7 separate regions of the Mus musculus genome follow, and regions 2, 3, 4, 5, 6 and 7 are each linked to region 1. A link is a contact called in public HiCAR-type and promoter capture Hi-C data. All regions are on one chromosome and are shown on one strand. Each heading gives the region's core, a stretch centred on a gene start, on an enhancer-like site or on the middle of the called end of the contact. The rest is flanking DNA. Distances are from core to core; before and after follow the strand shown. Region 1 holds the start of Chaf1b (chromatin assembly factor 1, subunit B (p60)). Region 2 holds the start of Synj1 (synaptojanin 1). Region 3 holds the start of Paxbp1 (PAX3 and PAX7 binding protein 1). Region 4 holds the start of Ifnar1 (interferon (alpha and beta) receptor 1). Region 5 holds the start of Tmem50b (transmembrane protein 50B). Region 6 holds the start of Dnajc28 (DnaJ heat shock protein family (Hsp40) member C28). Region 7 holds the start of Gart (phosphoribosylglycinamide formyltransferase).

Region 1 (2,522 bases), core at 16-2,515:
TGTCATGATCCACCATGTGGGTTCTGGAAACTGAACCCAGGGCCTTGACCAAAGCAGCCAGTGCTCTTACATGCTGAGTCCTCTCCAGCTCTTGAGATCATTTCTTTATAAAAACCCAACTTTCGCCGGGCAGTGGTGGTGTATGGCTTTAATCTCAACACTTGAGAGGCAGAGACAGGTGAATTTCTGAGTTCGAGGCCAGCCTGGTCTACAGAATGAGTTTCAGGACAGCCAGGGCTGTACAGAGAAACCCTGTCTTGGAAAAAAAAAAAAACAAAAACAAAAACAAAAACAAAAAAAACCTTAACTTTCATATGCTGGCCTGTAAGAAGTCAAAACCATAGGAGACAAGAATCTTTAAAAAATATGTGACATTATTGAGAAGGTCATGGTGGATAAATTAACCATTACATAATTGGAATGGAAGTTCCTACACATTCATGAGGCTGGCCTCAATCTTGCTGTGTAGTTAAGGTTGACCTTGAACTCCTGATCATCTTCCCATTTCCACCTTCAGAGTGTTGGGATTACCATCATAACAACCATTCTAGGCGTCTGTCACATCGCTAAGAGAGGGCGAAGGCATTGCTGTTTTATTGACATTTTGAAACTCCAGAGCCATTTTGAGATATTTGGTGGGGCAGGACAGCTCTCAAATATCCACTGCCTGGGACACTCTTATTTGGTTATATTAGATGAGTCCCAAAGTTTCCCATCTGCCCTATAAGAAATGTTATATATTTTTTGTTTAGTCTTTAGTTCAGGCTGGCCTGGAACTCTCTGTAGCTGAGGATAACCTTCCTCTTAGGGTCCTCTGGAGTGCTGAGATCACCGGCAGGGGCTGGTGACAGAACCGCTGCTGTTGGCTAAGCGTGCAATCAGCTGCCTGCGTCTCTAGTCCCGCTTTTCTTTCTAGACCGTAAATTCCAGGCGGGAAGATCTGTCCGATGAGCATGTGACACTGACGCGTGGTAGGTAGGACGTCTTGCATCTCGGGTTAGCACGTCAAAGCTGGACGAGCCTGGACTCCTCCGAGGCGCGGGAATGGGATTCCCAGTCCCGCCCAACAGGAGCCACGAGCCGCGACAGCCCCGCCCACGAGAAAGAAAAGAGCCCAGAGCTCCGCCCACCGGAAGCCAAGGTGCCGGGAGATTGCTGGCCACTGGGAGGAGGGATGCCCTGGACCCTCCCATTCAGAGACTTTGTCTTGTGACAGCCCCGCCCACGCGGAGGCGGGACGCCCCGGAACTCCGCCCCGAGGAGGCGTGACCGGAGGCGTGGCCTGCGGCGCGCGGGAAGCTGCGGGCTGTGGCGGCCCCGGGTGGACCGAGTTACTGCAGGTAGGTTTGCTGATACCCGGCTTCCGCGCTTCTGACCTGGGTTGGGCTGCAGCTCCTCACCGGGGCCGTGAGTTCTGATCTCAGCGCGGGCGCAGGCAGAAGGCAGTTCGTCCCAGACCACAGTCCCCACCGGGACCGGGACTCGCGCGCCTTCCGCCAGGCCGGGTTGGGCCGCCCGGACCCGCGCCCCTCCCCGTGAACTCCCTCCCTTGCTGCTCCCCGGGATGATAGCCAGTACTCCGGTACCGGTCTCTGGGACCCCACCTCAACACGATGCTCTGTGCTGCCCGTCCTCGCCTCCGTCTGGGGTGTTTGGTTTCTTTCTCTTCCGGAACCGTACACTGGTGGAAGTCTCTCTACCTGCGGGAGCATTTTAGCTGAAGATTGCAGGTGTCTGAGCCGTCGGCGTCGCTAATGGCTTCTGTGCTCTTTCCCCGGCTCGCCCTTCATGTTCCAGGGTCGCTGTTTAACTCTTTGCTAACGTTTCCAGCCTCCCTTTGCCTGGCGGAAACTCTGGAGGATGAAAGTGATCACGTGTGAAATCGCCTGGCACAACAAGGAGCCAGTGTACAGCCTGGACTTCCAGCATGGGGCAACCTGGAAGATCCACAGGCTGGCATCCGCGGGGGTGGACACCGCCGTCAGGGTAAATGGACAGGCGGGAGGATACGGGGAGGTTCTACGCGGAGCTCACGTTTTCATTCCTTTGTTTAAAACTGAAGGCAGCAACTCAAGTCGGGTTGCCACCTAGTCCAGTGTACTAAGTTCTGAGGCCTGGGGAAAGCAAGGAATGCTGAGAAGATTAGCTTTCTTAACATTTGCTACATTGTTTTTGTTTGTTTTGTTTGTTGTTTCAAGACAGGGTTTCTCTGTGTAGCCCTGGCTGTCCTAGAACTCTGTAGACCAGGCTGACCTCGAACCCTCTGACTCCCAAGTGCTGGGAATAAAGGCGTGGGCCACCACGGCCCGGCTATTTGCTACATTGTTACAAGTGGGTTCTCAGTATTTTAGAATACTAAACTAGGAAGAGCTCTGTGGTGCCAGGCATGTATCCCCAATACCCATACGGTACAGATCTGAAGTTTGAGATTCTCAACAGTAGTGAGTTTGAGTCCAGCCTGGGCTAGGTGAGACCTTGTCTCAAAATAGTAATACTGAGCCTAGCTCCTGTGCTCTGTGCTT
Region 2 (2,522 bases), core at 13-2,512, 2.9 Mb before region 1:
CTCGAACATGAGACATTCTTCCTTATGCCTAGTTTCCACTATGAGGCTGAACGGTGGGGGATCCAATTTGTGGTAGATTCGAAATCCTTTGCTGAACGCCATTCTCCTTTCTTCAGAGGCAGCCCTGTGGAAACCAAGTCAATGCACCTGAGGTTTCCTTCTGCTGCAAGGACTGCTAGGCGTCCTCCTGAGGTCCCTCACTGACAAGTTTGATGGGGGTTGGGGGTAGAGAAAAAGAGAGCTCAGGGGTGAACGGTTTATTCCAAAAGATAAGGCGTCACCTTTTTTTTTTTTTTTCTTAACCAAAAGGCAAAAGGAAACGCGTCCAGTTCTCAAGATACGGCAGGACAAGGCAGGGGTTTTTAGCACCGTCGGTCCTGATTTGGATAAGGTGGATTTCCCATTTAATTTATGTTTCCCCAAAGGGAAAATCTGTAGCGTATTTTCAGTTGGGGTTGTTTATCGGCTTCCTGCTTCACGATCTGTCACTACGGGAAGGGAACTGATGGGGAAACTTCAAGCCGATCCCTAGGCGGAATGGGCAAGGGGATGGGAGGGAAGGTTAATCAGGCTGATTCAAAGCTCCTGAGGGGGCCGGAGAGGGACGGGATTATCACACCGCGGACTCTCCAGGGCGGCGGCGAAGGGCAGGGAAAGCCACACAGGTGACTGCCGCCTCCTGCCCAGTCACGAAGCTCACCGTGACGAATGGATCCCACCGCCACTCAACGAGATCCCGGGGAGCCGGGGGGAACTGAGGCACCGGGCGCTTCAGCGCCTCCATTACGCACCGCCAGAGATACCCGGGAGCCTGTGCCGACGGGGTCCTTTCCCGCCCGCTGGGTGACAGCCGCTGTCACGGCAAGCCACCCGCAGCCCCGGGGTCTCCACACAACCCGCCGCCCTCGGCCCTCGGCCGCCTCTCACCGCTTGCGACCCGGCTGCGACGGCCGCCACCGCTCAGGAAGCGTCCACCCGGCCGGCCGGCTGCCCCTGGGTAGAGCCCGGGCCGCTCCCCGCCCCCCGCCCTCCCGCCCGCTGCCTCACCTCTTCCTCCGGCTCCTCCTCCTCCTTCTCCCGCAGCCTCCGCCGCTACAGCCGCCCGAAGCGTCACTTCCGCTCCAGCAGGTCCAGCTCTTCCGCATTGCGCCGCTGCCCAGGCGGAAGGCCCGCCCCTTAGGGTGAAAGGGCGGAGCCGTTTCCGCCCACGCGGGACCGTGCTGCCGAGCAGGGCGCTTACTGGTCACCGGGTTCCTGCGGCCGCCGCGTCCTGGGTCCGTGAAGCGAGCCTCCGTCGCCCCGGGAGTGGGAAGGTGGCACGGCCAGGGGAGCCGGCAGAGGGAGGGTCCGTCCTCCTCGCGTGGAGCCCTGTAGCTCTGCCCTCCCCGCGGGCGACAGGGAGGGACTTCAGGAAAGAGCTGGGGGAGCCCGTGTTGATTCGTGCTCGAGTCGGGCATCAGGACCACCCCCTGCCGCCTCCGCAGACCTGATGGGCGATGGGCGAGTGCGAGGCGGGGGACGGTGTGCACCCCGCGCCGGCTGGGTGGCGCTCGAAGAGCTGTCCATGGTGTCTGTCGTCAGGGAGGCAGCAGGAGGCTGTTCCCTGGCTGTTTCAGTGTGTTCTCCGAGCTCCAGGGGCGATGGAAGAGTGCTCAACCGAATGCAGTGGAGAGTGGGGGAAGCCAGCAACCAGAAACTCCAGGCAGTCAAACAAAACATGGCTGTCACTGTCGATTTGCCAGCCGTGGAATTTTATAACTAAGGGCATCACACTGTTTCAAACTATCTTTTTAAACGAGACATTATGTCTAAAACTTGTGTCCAGCAGAATTATTCTGCCTATACTTCAGAGACAAAAATGGGAGGACATTGTAGTCCCTGGGGCTTTAGAGAGGAATTGAGAATCCAAGGAGCACGGCAATCATGTTCCATTTGCCTTTGCTTTCCCCTAGCCTCTTCCCCTTTTTACTTTCTTCCCAAAAGCACAATTTAAATATGACGTATTGCATAAAAACATTTCCTCTAACATGCTGTCATGTGACTCAACGCTTCTCTATTTTAGAGAAGACAAATCCACCCTAGTTTTAAAATATTAAAAGCAAACTAAACACAAGAGAAGCCACCTCCAGCCAAGGAGATACACACTTGGATTCAGTTCTTAGATCTTTTCACTTAGTCTCCTAAGAACAACTTTTACTTTTTTGTTGTGGTTACAGTAACCACAAGCTTATAATAACAATTGCTTGCTGTGAATTGTGGTTAGCCATTTTTCCCTCCCAAGAAGTGTCCATTTCAGGTGGGGACAGTCCTTTAAATAAAACAGGGATGTTTGAGAGTGGGATTTTTCTTAAGTGTGATGACTGTATATGACATGCACCGACAAAAACGGGTTCAGGAGAGCTGGCCACTGAATTGTAGTACTTTGGAGGTAGCTTTTGTTTTTTGAGACAAAGTAGCACAGAGCCCAGGCTAGTGTGCCAACCATACCTGGTTTACGTGGTGACAGACTGAACCCAAAGCTT
Region 3 (2,522 bases), core at 13-2,512, 2.8 Mb before region 1:
AGAATGCTTCCTTAAAACATTAAGTCAAGAAACCTAAAACAATACACCCCAAAGTTATTCTGCCAAGTCTGAATAACTCTGGTCACAATAACAGTTATTTCAAAATTATGCCTAGAGTAAATCATTTTGCAAAACTAAGTTTCGAGTGACTTAGCCCTCATCTTTAATTTGAAAATCCAAGTCAAGAACAAGACATTTCAAACAATGCAAAACCTGGTCTGTATCTCCTTCAAACAAAATTCCAGAGAGGTCAAAGATAATTCACCCATCTTTCTAGAATCACGAAAGCATGACGCAAGACCTTCGAAAATCATCCAATTTTTCCTAACATGATGTTGAGGTACAAGTAAAATCGAAATCCCCTGCAGCCTGGTCCCTCTTCTGCTTCAAGAGCCAATGCCACAGCGGACATCTGCTCCTCCCATTTACTTCTACAGAGAAACCGAGACTGGACAACAGCAAGGGAGCGATTGGATCAAGGTCACCGGGAGCCAGGGCTGCAGCCCCAGAATTGTTCCCAGCCCTGGTTTCGGTCCTCCTCTTTAACAATCCGGCCTTCTTAATCAAGGAGGCCTAAACCGAGACGCCAACAAGCCGCAGGTACAGAGGCCTGCAGACGACTAAGAGCAGGCAGTTAACCAAGAGACTCAGGCTGCCTGCAACTCGCAAGGTAGGAAACGGGTCCACGGAGCATCGAGCCTTCTCCTCCACTCAGGATGGCTGATCAGGGCTCTGACAGCCGGAGGAGGGACTGCACAGGCCGTAGACTTGGCTGGTGGCAGCGCGGGAACACAACCCCAGGCAGATCCGGAGGCCGGAGGTGGGGAAAGGGGCGCGGCGCCCGGGCGAGCACGGGCTTGGGGTCCGCGTGGGCCGGGCCGGGGCTTACCTTCCTCCTCGTCTTGGAAGCTGAGCAGGCTGGCCCTGGGCACCTCTTTGTTCTCGCGAGGCCTCTTGCGCGGCTTCAGCCCATTGCCGGGCTCCGCGCCGCCGGAGATGCCGCCCCCGGCCTCAGCGCCGAGGCCCGGGTGGTGCGCGGAGGGCGGCGGCGGCAGCGGCCCCGGGCCCAGGAGCGACTCCCCCGCGGGGGCCCGGTCGCCGCCGCCAGGGCCGGGCTCTTCTCCCGAGGCCGGCGGGGGCAGCAACGGTGGCGGCTCCTGCTCCTCATCGCGCTCCCGCTCCTCCTCCTCCGAGTCGTTCCGCTTGCGCACGTTCACCCGCCGGGCCTTTCGGAACATCCCAGCCGCCGTCACCGCGCTCTCACAGCCGCTCGCTGACTGAGAGGACGAGGGAGCGCGGAGACCACCGCCACGCACGCGCAGTCGCAAGAGTTCCCCCCCACCAGCCGGGTCGTCGCGGCTCTGGCTAGCTATCGCGCCGCCTCGATTGCGCATGCGCCTGGGCTCTCCTCGCGCCCCACTACTTGGGCGGAGTCTCTTTGCACTGCCCTCTAGCGGCGCGGGGGACTGTTGGCATGGTACCCTCCGACTCCAGTGTTGTTCCAAAGGTCACAAAGAGGATCATCGAGATGAGAGGAGCGAGTGTAGTCTGTCGTCTCGGAGCGTGTTGCTGCAATGCGTCTTCCGCGCTTATACGGAGCCGTTACGTGTGGCAGCCTCCCTCCCACTCAGTGCCTGCAGGGTAAACAGAGGCGGGAGGCCGGGGAGAAGCGGAGGGACGAGTCAGTTGACTTGAGCTTGGGAAGGGAAAGTGCATCTCCATGGTTAATATGCCTCTTAATAACGCGAGGCGATGCTAGCAGATATCGTCTACAGATCAGAAACTCCATTAATACTTGCCATCTCTACAGCTTTATCAACGCAAACACTCTCAAAGGCGTGGGAGCACACACGTTAAATCCCAGCAGCACTGGGGAGGTGGAGGCAAGGCGATCTCTGAGTTCGGTGCCGGCCTGATGTACATAAGGAACTCCAGAATGGCCAAGGCTATGTAGGGAAACCCTCACTGTCTGGGGAAGACAGAACCAGAGATGATACATCTCCCTGCTGCCGCAGCCATTCCCAGGAGAGCGAGGTGTTTTCGGGTGGCTTGGTAAGAAAGCCAAGTTAGGTAGCAACTATTTTAACTATTTTACGAAGCATAGTGAATTTCTGAAACAAGCGGAAGGAAGATTTGTCTTATTTTCAGACTATATCACAGAGGGCAAATCTGAACCTTGGCGGCCTTAAAGAGATTGCATGAGCCGGGCGGTGGTGGCGCGCACCTTTAATCCCAGCACTCGGGAGGCAGAGGCAGGCGGATTTCGGGAGTTCGAGGCCAGCCTGGTCTACAAAGTGAGTTCCAGGATAGCCAGAGCTATACAGAGAAACCCTGTCTCGAGAAACAAACAAACAAACAAACAAAAAGATTGCATGAGGTTGAGCTAACACACAGGTTACCCAGTTCATAACCAAAGTTGAATCTTTTCTTTCTCTCGAGCATATCAGGATGCGTGGGTAGAAGTGTTTGTGAAATTATTTACATGTTTCAAAACCCGCCAAAAGAACGGGATTGGAGAGGTG
Region 4 (2,522 bases), core at 17-2,516, 2.4 Mb before region 1:
GAACACAGTTTTCAAACGCTGAAATATGCACCCAGTAACTATCTTTAAAGAACTTAATGTCCTGAGCCACCAGCAAAATGCACACTGACACTGCTTTGCCATTCTACCCCACCCTAGTCAGAATGGCTGACAAGAAATCTGACGAATGATGGTGAGGAAGCAGAGAGGAACTCTTTTTTTTTTTTTTGAGACAGGGTTTGTGTGTGGAGCCTTGGCTGTCCTGGAACTCACTCTCTAGTCCAGGCTGGCCTCGAACTCAGAAACCGCCTGCCTCTGCCTCCCAAGTGCTGGGATTAAAGGCATGTGCCACCACGCCCGGCATAACAAATAAGTTTCTTACTTTTTTTTTTTTTTTTTTCTTTTTTTGGTTTTTCGTGACAGGGTTTCTCTGTATAGGCCTGGCTGTCCTGGAGCTCACTTTGTAGACCAGGCTGGCCTCGAACTCAGAAATCCGCCTGCCTCCGCCTCCCGAGTGCTGGGATTAAAGGCGTGCGCCACCACGCCCGGCCCAACAAATAAGTTTCTTTATAAGATAGTAATCAGACAGAGACGGAGTTAAGGGGGTAGAGAGAGGGCTCAGTGGTTTAAGGGCACGTGCAGAGGACTGGCGTACAAACATGGTAGCTCGGAAGATCAGTAACTTTAATACCAGGGTATCTGCGCTCTACTGGCCTCCATGGGTACCAGGCACGCATATATGTACGGTGCACATATATGCATGCATGCATGCATGCAAAACACTCATACACATAAAACCAGCCTAAAACCACATTATTAGACAAAAGATCCAAACGCTGCATAATTCAAAACCCAAAGATTGAGCGAGTCACAACAGCAAACCATCCCACAAAATCAGGGAATCAAGTATAAAGATCTTGTGCAGTTGAGATAAAAGTGTTGCCGGCGCCTTCCAGGTCCCAGAGTCATTTGATCCACGGCCTCCAGGGATCCCCACACCAGGATTCGAGCCAGTGGACTAGTAACCCCCGGGGCAACGCCTCCGAACCCCCTCCGGACAAAAACAGGAAGCTGAGCCCGGAAGGAGGAGGGGCTGCGCAGGCGCACTGACTGCACCCCGCTTTCCTCTCAGGAGTCTAAGGACAATGCTGGGCAGTCTTTCCGGAAGTGGGGGCGGAGCGTGGCAGGGACCTCAAAGTCCCCAGGCCTTGACTGGACCGCGCCCGGTACTTTCCGAGCCGCTTGCTCGCGGAGAGAGCGTGGCGTCAGCGGAGAAGCTGTGCTGGGTGGAGGGGCGGGGGCGTTCACGGAAGGGGCGGGGCGCTGGAGGGGGCGGGGCGTCGCGGAGGGCCTAGCTGCCCAGAGGTAGTCTCCAGCTCCGCGGTGCTGCTGAGGAGAAGGAGGAGAATGTGAGCCGCCGCCCGGCCTCCCAAGACGATGCTCGCTGTCGTGGGCGCGGCGGCCCTGGTGCTGGTGGCCGGGGCGCCTTGGGTGCTACCCTCAGCTGCAGGTGAGCCGAGGGGCCTGTGCGAGGGCCGGGCACCATGGAGGGAGAGCTGGGCGCGGGTGACCAGAGTCCGCGACGCCCGCCCCCTGCGCCGCTCTTCAGCCTGAGGACGCTACCCGGGCCGAGCCTCAGGGCTGCTGGTGGGCGGGAGACCAGACAGCAGCAGAAATGCGCTCCCAGCCTAGTGCGGTTTGTCCCGGGCTGAGAGGAGTGAGGTGAGAGGCCCCCTAACCGGCCCGAAGTCAAAACCAGGAAACCACTGGGCTAGTTACATCGGGAGAATGCCCACTAAGGGGAGAGACAAGAGTTTTCATAGTGATGTGAGGAACCTAAAAAAGACGACCTAGCCTCACTCCTGGAGGAAAGTTCTGATTCCTCTTAGAAATCTGTATATCTGGGAAGTAAGTGATTGCCCCAAGTCTCACCCCGAAGATGGCCCATTTCTGGCTAGACGTGCATGATGTACATGCAGGCAAAGTGGTCACACATATACAGTAAATCGGAAAAAGACTATTATGAACAGAATACTGTAACTGCTACAAATGCTCTTGGGTCTTTTGTTAATCTCATGAGCACATTTGCTGCTCTTTCTGCACAGAATCAGTAAATCCCAACAGTTGGACTGGAGATCAAGCTAAGAGGATACGGATAACAGGATAGAGTCAGTTTAGGGATGACATCAAAGACTCCGTTGGTGGTACTGGAAGTGTGGCTCAGTGGTAGTGTGCACTTAGCATAGACAGCACTGAGAAACTGACAACTCAGAGTGGGGAGACTTGATGGATAGCTCCTGGTGGCTGAAAAGAAAGAAATTCAGACATCTCAGATGCATCCTCTTACATAGGATGTAACTAGAGGCAGTTCTGTAACCCTCTGGAGTAGAAGCTTGACAGGCGACATGACATGATAGTCTGAGGCAGAAGTTTTCAAAACAGGAGATAACAGTGGAGCCAGACATAGCGTTAAAGGACACTTTTTAAAGTTAAAGCCTCGTTCGGGCTGGAGAGGCGGCTCACAGGTAAGAGCACTTATTGCTCTTGCAGAGGGACCTGGATTG
Region 5 (2,522 bases), core at 8-2,507, 2.3 Mb before region 1:
TGATTCTTTAATCAATTGACCCCAGTAGTGAATTTAGAAAACCAAAACCAAAACCAAACAACGCAATAGCGTTGAAGGCTGCTGTCTAGCTGATAGAGGAAGAATGGGGAGGATCAAAGGGTGTGTCTCCTGAAGAGGAAAAAACTACATCCTCACCCCGTTCCGATTAAACCTGCTTTTCTTGAAGCATCGCTATGCAAATTAACCTCTGGGTTTCATTTTTAGGATCAGGAAGTCTTTGAACACTATGCTCGTTTAAGTGTTTAAATTGCTTGGCTCTGGTTTTTGGAAGCCGCACACAGGTAGAAAAGACAAACGAGAAAGGAGGATGAGAAGCCTGGGAATAAGCGCCCCTGGAATTATCTAGAAATGGGATTTGTGGTACAAATAGGGTGAAGAGTTGGAGCGCGAAGGATGCACGGGGGGGTAGGGGGGTGGATGTTGTTGAGGGTGAGCATATCTACTCCAGCGAGAGGTTTGAATTCCCACGCCCCTCCTCCCATCGCAGCAGCAAGGTGGAAGAGCGAGCCCAGCCCTCTGCTGCTACGGTCGGAAAGGTCACGTATCTACCCACCTCTCAGGCTCAAGTACCTTCCAGTGGTGAAAACCAACTTACTGGCTAAAGACCAAAATGGCCTAGCCTACAACGACCACTGCTCTGCTACTTCTCTGAAAAGGCCACTCGCCACTTAGGATGAATTCCCAAAGACTTCCCTCCCTCTCCTCCCTCTCCTCCCTCTCCTCCCTCTCCCCCCAGCGCTTGCAGGATGGAGGGGAAAGTCAAGGATACAAGGACAGTTCCTGGCAACGGCTCCGAGCAAACGGGAGGGTCGCTCGTCCCCAGACGCTCGTGGGGCCTCGGTGGCGGCTGCGGCGGTGCCCCACAGGACCTCCATCCCCTACCGATCGCCTTGGGGACCTCCCCAGACTCAGGACGAGATGCGCGGCGGAGCGGCCTGCCTCGGCTGAGCGCGGGTCACGGCGGCGTCAGGGCCACGGGGCGCCGAGAGGACGCGGGCGCAGGCCGGGCCCCGCCGGTCGCCCGCGCGCTCCTTGGCACCGACACGGGCGGCGCCACAGAACCTCAGGCCGCGCCGGGCCGGCGCCCTGCGTTCGATCGGCAGATCACAGAAACCCGAGACCTGCCAACCGCACTCACCCGGCTACCTGCGAAGTCTACACCGAGCCCAGGCAGGAGCAGGGACGTCGAGGGCGCGCGTCTGTCCGGGAAGCAGCGGCCCGATCAACCTCAGTCCGGGAGCCGGGGGCCGGCGGCGGGCGGGAGGCCAGGGCGCCGGTGGGGCGGGGGCGAGGCGCCGTGCGCACCGCAGGAACCAATGGGATTGCAGCAAGTGGCCTGCGTGGGCGGGGCATAACCCCTGGAGGCGGGACCGGGACCTCAGAGGCGGAACGGGGCTGGACCCGTGCGCTCTGCGGAGACCAATCATAGTGCGACCGATTAGATAGAGGGCGGGGCTTGATTCCTGAGGGCGGGGCTGGCGCGGTGCTCTACCTGCGTCCTGGAGCTGAGGTCCGGACCTCTCCTGCTGCGGTTTGCGGTAGTAGTGTAAACTCAAGCGCCTCAGCATCGGTGAGAGCACCGGTACGGGGAACCCAAGCCTATTACGCAAGGTCCTCTTGCATATCAGCAGTTGAGCATTGTTCACCAGCTGCCGAGAGTCGAGAACGCACTCCAAGACGTTCAAAAACCAAGACCTCAGAAGATGAAGTTACAGGTCCAGGGATCCCAGTCAGTACTGGTTTTCTGAGGGTACCCGCAAAGCAAAGCTACATAGCTATTTCAGCCTGATTCCTTTTTCCGTCTATCCAAATAGATTTTTGGCTTGTTTTGGGAGCAAATCTTTACTTATCTCCTTTAGAGATACTGCCTCTGGATTTTTCAGCATAACTTCAAAAACCACATTTCCTACAGAATATAAATGCAGTTAAAGAAAGATGCAAAGTCCAAGTTACTACTACATTGAAGGTAAAAACACACTTCACCTAGATAGAGTAAAGCAAAAAGATTTTTGTGTCACGTAACTGTCACAAATGACATCCTGGATCCTGTTACTCCTGTAGTTCTTGTATATAATCTAGGATTTAGGTATTCAATAAATATTCACTGCATAAATTCCTTTTTGGAGTATGGGATTATGCACACACACTAACAAGCAAGAGGGGCAGCAGAAGGGAACATCTTTAGGTATCTGTCCCAGAGCTAGGGAATGTAGTTCAGTTGGTACATTATTTAGCCTTAAATACATAAGGCTCTGGCTTGTATCCCAAGCATCATATAAACAGGTGTGGTGATACATGCCTGTGATCCCTGCATTCCAAAATGTCTCAGCTTGGGTATGATCATGGTCTCAAGCATATTTCTATTTCCAGTCAGACTGGATTACACAGCAAATTCAAGACCAAACCGAGCCGGGCGTGGTGGCGCACGCCTTTAATCCCAGCACTTGGGAGGCAGAGGCAGGTGGATTTCTGAGTTCCAGGCCAGCCTGGTCTACAAAGTG
Region 6 (2,522 bases), core at 7-2,506, 2.3 Mb before region 1:
ATGTTTGGCTATCACATAGTGTGACAGGAACTGAAGTCTACTGCTTGAAGACAGGGTTTCTCTCTGTGTAGCTCTGGTTGTTCTGGACTCACTTTGGAGACCAGGCTGGCTTCAAACATAGAGAGATCCACCTGCCCCTGCCTTCCATGTTCTGGGATTAAAGACATGCATACCTCCGCCCGGATCCAATGCACAGAATTTTAGATCTAGAAAGTTGTTAAAACTCATCTAACCTAATTTTCTCATTTTATAAGAAAACGGGTCCAGAAGGTTAAGCAACTCTTAAGGTTAACCAAAGAACTTACATTACCAGGTACTGCAAATGGTTAGGTTTGGGGCACAGTAAAGCTTAACTGCTTTTTGCTTGTTTGTTTTTGAGATAGGGTCTCTCTACATAGCCCTGGCTGTCCTGGGACTCATTATGTAGACCAGGCTGGACTTGAACTCACAGAGGTCAGCCTGCCTCTGTCTCCTGAGTGCTGGGACTAAAGGAGAGCATCCAAGCCCCACACTTGGCTTAGCTATACTCAGCAAATTACACATTTCCCTGAGCACAATTTGTGTTGTTGTTTTGTTTTGCATACAGTGTAGAATGGTCGTCACCATTTCCAAGTATCTAACTTGCTGCATATCAAACAGGGAACATACAGACCGGTACTCAGTGGGACACCAGATGGGACTGAGAATCAAGAATGCAAGCGACTTTAAGGTCTGCACCTCGCTATTTGCTAGGTGCCAGGGCAAGGAAGGGCGATAAAGGGTGAGAGAGCTTTTGCTGTATTTAAAAACGCATGGTCCTGTGGAAAAAGATACTGAACACTGACGAAAGGCAACGGAGTACTTACTGGAGGATTACTGATCCTTTGAATGTAAGGTGCGTTTTAGAAGTCATGGTAGCCCGATGTCACAATATAGGGGTCAGTGGATTTTAGAGTTGTCTGGGATGCCGGTGGTTATGCTCACCGTGGTGAGGGGTGCCTCAGAAGAGTGTCGGTCCGCTGCACCCCCTACTCACCTTCACAGACGTGATGGGGGTTCAGCGGCTCGAAGCTCAAGCTGCGCCTTTGCGCAGCACGCGTGGCCCGCTCCGTCCCTGTCTCGGCTACTGGACCCTCTGCCGCGCTACACTGCAGAGCCTTTCTTCATACCTTACTACGACAGGTAGTTTCCCTCACCAGGGACAGCGATCTCTTTCTTATAAAACCATCCCCCACGGAACAGAGGACAGACTCCCCTGGACGCTTGTTGTTGTGCCGGGGGCGATAGGCCCCGCCTCTACCCGCTTTCGAGGGCAGGGTTCGGCCGATTTGGATTGTGGGAAATGTAGTTCTCCGGCAGGTGCAGAGTAGAGGCATTAGGGCCTGGAGAGGAGTTATGGCTTGTGATAGATTTGTGACCCCAACGTGTATGTAATTTGAAGAGCACTGACCTCAGTAAATTGTTTTAAATGGAGGAAGATTAGGCCGTTTGCCTCTATGGGACACCTGCACCGTCAGTAGGCTTCTTTAAGCCTAGAAAGATGGTCTTTCCTTCAACCAAGTTTGGATTAAAGGTGTGCGCCACCACTGCCTGGCCCAGCCAAGTTTGTTTGGGTGGATGGCTCTTGTTTTTTGACACTGTCTCCCTTAGCCCAGGCTGGCCTCACACTCGCTATGTAGTAAAGAGGGATTTTGGGTTGCACATCCTCCATGCTTCCGTTTTCCAGGTGCTGGGATTACACAGTAAAATTGCTACTTGTTTATGGAATGTTGGGGATATAAAACCAAGGGCTTATGCATGCAAGGCAAGTTCTGTCAGGGCTCTGCGTATTGTACGATACCTCACCCCATTGAGCACCGCACATAGCCAGGGGTTGGAAAAGAAGGGAAAAATGTGTCTTTGGTTTTATTTTATTCTTTATTATTTTATTTTTATTAATTATTATTATTTGGTTTTTTTGAGACAGGGTTTCTCTGTGTAGCCCTGGCTGTCCTGGAACTCACTCTGTAGACCAGGCTGGCCTTGAACTCAGAAATCCACCTGCTTCTGCCTCCCAAGTGCTGGGATTCCCTGCCTCTTGTCTCTTGAATGGTTAAAGACATGTCACCGCACTCCATCCTAAAGATACAGTTTTAAAAAAATTAGCGGCACACTTTTAATCCCAGCATATAAAGGCAGAGTCAGGTGGATCTCTGTGAGTTTGAGGCCAGTCTAGTCTGAAACTCTGTAGACCAGGCTGGCCTTGAACCCACTTGCCTCTGCCTCCCAAGCGCTGAGATGAAAGGTGCGTGCCACATCTGGCTTTGAAAATCTTATTACACCGGTTATGTTTTGTATGTGTAGTTTCGTGTTTTGTATGCTGTGGTCTCTACTGGTGGAGTTGGTTGTCTGCTTCTGTCGTGTGGATCCTGGTGGTCAAGCTTGAATGAAGGTAGAGTCTTTACAGGTTGGGCTATCTCAATCTTGAATAACTAATGTGTATATAGTAGCCGCTCACACTCAATGTGTCTAAATAGTATTCTGTTGTGACCATCATGAGAGCC
Region 7 (2,522 bases), core at 11-2,510, 2.2 Mb before region 1:
TGTCTTCAGACAGTTACAGTGTACTCACATACATAAAATAAACAATTCTTTAAAAAAAAATATTGTATACTACAAAGTACCCAGAAATAGGAAGTACTAATTTGCTATGTGTTGTTACTTCATATACCTAATTGATACCTATTGCTTAGAATAGAAGCCTTGTGTTCAAATTCTAGCACCAATAAAAGGAGGGGGGGGAGCAAAGATATTATCAAGATATTTACTTATGTAGAAGATGGTTACGGAAAGAAGAAAACTGAAATATGTAAATTCTAAATTGATCCTTTACTTTGGGATTACATATTTAAGGAAAACCCAAGCAGACTGGTAAGGTTAAGAACACTTAGTTCTCTTGCAGAGGGCTGGGGTTTAGTCTCCCAGCACCCACAAGGTGGCTCACAAACATCCTAATCTGGGTCTGGAGACTGAATGCTTTCTTCCGGCTTCTTTGGGGCGTTCATTGTATGCACGTGGGCACAAACATACATGTAAGGGACAACGCTCCTACACATAAGATAGACTTTAGTTCAATTCTGTGTCATTTTCTTAGAGAAATAGCTGAAGCCATTAAACTTTTTAAAAAATCTAACTTGAATAAGAAAGCAGTGCAAGAAGACAATTTTCATTTTACTAGTCAGGATCTGTGAAATAGCAGGACTGGTCTCTTCACCAGCAGCGGCTGGGTGCCTGGGCTCCGGTGTCAAGGCCTTACTAGCCGGGAGACTCGGAGAGTCTTTTGTAACTTCTTGGGTGTCAGTTAACTAACAGGCAATTTATAGCGAGAACAAGAGAATAGGGTAAGGAGAGAATAAAAGAATCGGTTAAAACCACTTCCAAATATTTGTTTTGAAAAAGTAGAAACCAAATACGAAAGTGGTCCAGGTAAATGGTTAGTTACTGTGATAAAACTAGAGCGGATAAAAAAACCATCGGTGTACAGGGTCTGTCTTTACAAGGCAGAGATGCACAGAAACCTGGACCCGGCCTCAGAATTAGAAAGCTGGGAAAGAACTACCTGGCCGACCTCCATCAAGGCCGTGCAAAGCACGTGGGCTTTTCGCCAGTCACGCCAGTTTCGTTTCAAGAGTAGCACCGGTCGCTGAGGTTAAACCCATGGGTCAAAGCGTTTAGGCAGTCCACGCATCATCTTAAGAACTAAGGCATTCACGCACCTGCAAGCCCCGCCACGCAGCTCCGGCTCGCACCCGCCACTCGCACCCGCCGGAAGTTGGCCCGGGGAATCCAGCGCGCCCCGGCCTCTGCCCCGCCTCCGATGGACTCGGCTGCTCATTGGCCGCAGCCCGCCTAGGTCCCCGCCCGCGAGGCGACCCGTGGGGGTTCCTCCCGCCTTAGGGTGCGGTCGGAGCCCGCTGCCTAGCCGGGCTCAGAATCCCTGGCACCACGATTAGAGCTGATGATGCTCGTCAGGGGCTGTCACTTAAGGTCCCTGCGTTTACCCCAGAGCCTCCTACACTGGGGGCAGAGCCGAGGCTGCCTGACTGTGGCTGCTCACCAAGCGCCAGGGCGGAGCGGCCAGGGCTGGACTCCGGAGCAGCTCAAGCGCACTGCGTTTAGAACGCAGGTCGCTCAGACGCTCCAGCCTTTGCTAAAAACTACGCGAGGCCGGTTATAGCAAGCATCGAGGCAGAATGGGAATGGCTCCTTTCCAACTCATAGTGGGGACGCGGGACGGGGATTTCTTTCTCATGCACGTCTCCCTGACCAAAGTAAACTTGGCGCTTGCAACAAACGCGTTCGAGCTCCGTGCCGGACAAGCCGAGGCTTTTCTCGTCCCCCAGCTTTTTTTTTTTTCCATGGCCTCTAATCTCAGGCATTTACTCCCTATAGAAAGCCTCTTAGGAGTCCCCGCAGGCTGAGGGGATCAACAGCCGAAGCTGTCGCGGTCGCCTCGGGAGCGACTTCTCCTGTAATGGCGCCTGCGTCAACCACTAACATGGCGGCCGAGTTCGTGCGCGGCGCAAACGTCAGCAGCTCTACCCCGGCGGCTCAGAAACAGCGGAGGAGAGCGGGCCGGTGTTCGCTGATTGGCTCGTGGGTGGAGCGAGCCCGTGCGGACGCTCCCTCACGAGCCAATCAGGAAAGGGATAAAAGGAATTGGCCGCTGCGCCTCCTCCCGAGGCATGCTGGGAGCCTGGAGGACTAGCGAGGAGTAGTTGAGAGAACGGAGCGGACGCCATGGCGGCCGACATCGAGCAGGTTTTCAGGTCTTTCGTGGTCAGTAAATTCCGGGAAATACAACAGGAGCTTTCCAGGTAAACGCTTCCCAGACTTTTCTGCTCCTCGCGGGCTGTTAGGGCTTCATCTAGCCTCCCGTGGCATCTTTCACGGAACGCCGTCGTTTCTCGGCTCAGGCCCCGCTACGGCCCCGCCTGGGCCTGGGATCCATTTTCCGCCCCCCCCCCCACCCCCCCAGTTCCCCGTTCGTTCCTTTCGCGAAAGATCGTCTCTTCCGCGGTGTCGCACACGCCGTTTCTTTCTTCCAGTTAAGACGGTCACCTTTC

Evidence for each region. Promoter capture Hi-C pulls out the DNA fragments that hold promoters and counts their contacts. HiCAR-type assays count read pairs that join an accessible place to other places. Capture Hi-C pulls out chosen DNA fragments and counts their contacts.
Region 2: a contact with region 1 is called in a promoter capture Hi-C map of hippocampal neurons, with 5 times the contacts expected there. The contact joins the promoter of Synj1 here to the promoter of Chaf1b in region 1. A contact is called at or near these places in 1 of 39 promoter capture datasets (hippocampal neurons) and 1 of 9 other capture datasets (adipose tissue).
Region 3: a promoter capture Hi-C map of liver shows a contact between it and region 1, with 3 times the contacts expected there. The contact joins the promoter of Paxbp1 here to the promoter of Chaf1b in region 1. A contact is called at or near these places in 1 of 39 promoter capture datasets (hippocampal neurons) and 2 of 9 other capture datasets (adipose tissue and liver).
Region 4: a contact with region 1 is called in a HiCAR-type map of astrocytes, with 4 times the contacts expected there. The contact joins the promoter of Ifnar1 here to the promoter of Chaf1b in region 1. A contact is called at or near these places in 2 of 39 promoter capture datasets (embryonic stem cells and hippocampal neurons) and 1 of 115 datasets of contacts at active chromatin or transcription factors (astrocytes).
Region 5: a contact with region 1 is called in a promoter capture Hi-C map of embryonic stem cells, with 2.8 times the contacts expected there. The contact joins the promoter of Tmem50b here to the promoter of Chaf1b in region 1. A contact is called at or near these places in 2 of 39 promoter capture datasets (embryonic stem cells and hippocampal neurons) and 1 of 484 Hi-C or Micro-C datasets (B cells).
Region 6: a promoter capture Hi-C map of pre-B cells shows a contact between it and region 1, with 5 times the contacts expected there. The contact joins the promoter of Dnajc28 here to the promoter of Chaf1b in region 1. A contact is called at or near these places in 4 of 39 promoter capture datasets (embryonic stem cells, hippocampal neurons, liver and 1 more) and 1 of 115 datasets of contacts at active chromatin or transcription factors (embryonic forebrain).
Region 7: a contact with region 1 is called in a promoter capture Hi-C map of liver, with 2.6 times the contacts expected there. The contact joins the promoter of Gart here to the promoter of Chaf1b in region 1. A contact is called at or near these places in 1 of 39 promoter capture datasets (embryonic stem cells), 4 of 115 datasets of contacts at active chromatin or transcription factors (embryonic forebrain, large pre-B cells, pro-B cells and 1 more) and 2 of 9 other capture datasets (adipose tissue and liver).

Annotation. Positions count from the first base shown.
Region 1 is chr16:93,882,636-93,885,157 of GRCm38.p6, forward strand. It overlaps Chaf1b (chromatin assembly factor 1, subunit B (p60)), which reads left to right and starts at 1,266. Exons shown (of 14, transcript NM_028083.4): 1 at 1,266-1,340; 2 at 1,831-1,986. The coding sequence starts at 1,861.
Region 2 is chr16:91,010,046-91,012,567 of GRCm38.p6, forward strand. Synj1 (synaptojanin 1) reads right to left here and starts at 1,263. Exons shown (of 32, transcript NM_001164483.1): 1 at 1,048-1,263; 2 at 1-124. The coding sequence starts at 1,145. 4930404I05Rik (RIKEN cDNA 4930404I05 gene) reads left to right here and starts at 1,204. Exons shown (of 3, transcript NR_028368.1): 1 at 1,204-1,274.
Region 3 is chr16:91,043,117-91,045,638 of GRCm38.p6, forward strand. It overlaps Paxbp1 (PAX3 and PAX7 binding protein 1), which reads right to left and starts at 1,263. Exons shown (of 18, transcript NM_026110.2): 1 at 890-1,263. The coding sequence starts at 1,238.
Region 4 is chr16:91,483,949-91,486,470 of GRCm38.p6, forward strand. Ifnar1 (interferon (alpha and beta) receptor 1) reads left to right here and starts at 1,267. Exons shown (of 11, transcript NM_010508.2): 1 at 1,267-1,468. The coding sequence starts at 1,396.
Region 5 is chr16:91,596,423-91,598,944 of GRCm38.p6, forward strand. It overlaps Tmem50b (transmembrane protein 50B), which reads right to left and starts at 1,258. Exons shown (of 7, transcript NM_030018.3): 1 at 1,160-1,258.
Region 6 is chr16:91,617,743-91,620,264 of GRCm38.p6, forward strand. It overlaps Dnajc28 (DnaJ heat shock protein family (Hsp40) member C28), which reads right to left and starts at 1,257. Exons shown (of 2, transcript NM_138664.2): 1 at 1,016-1,257.
Region 7 is chr16:91,645,712-91,648,233 of GRCm38.p6, forward strand. Gart (phosphoribosylglycinamide formyltransferase) reads right to left here and starts at 1,261. Exons shown (of 22, transcript NM_010256.2): 1 at 1,173-1,261. It overlaps Son (Son DNA binding protein), which reads left to right and starts at 2,113. Exons shown (of 12, transcript NM_178880.4): 1 at 2,113-2,273. The coding sequence starts at 2,197.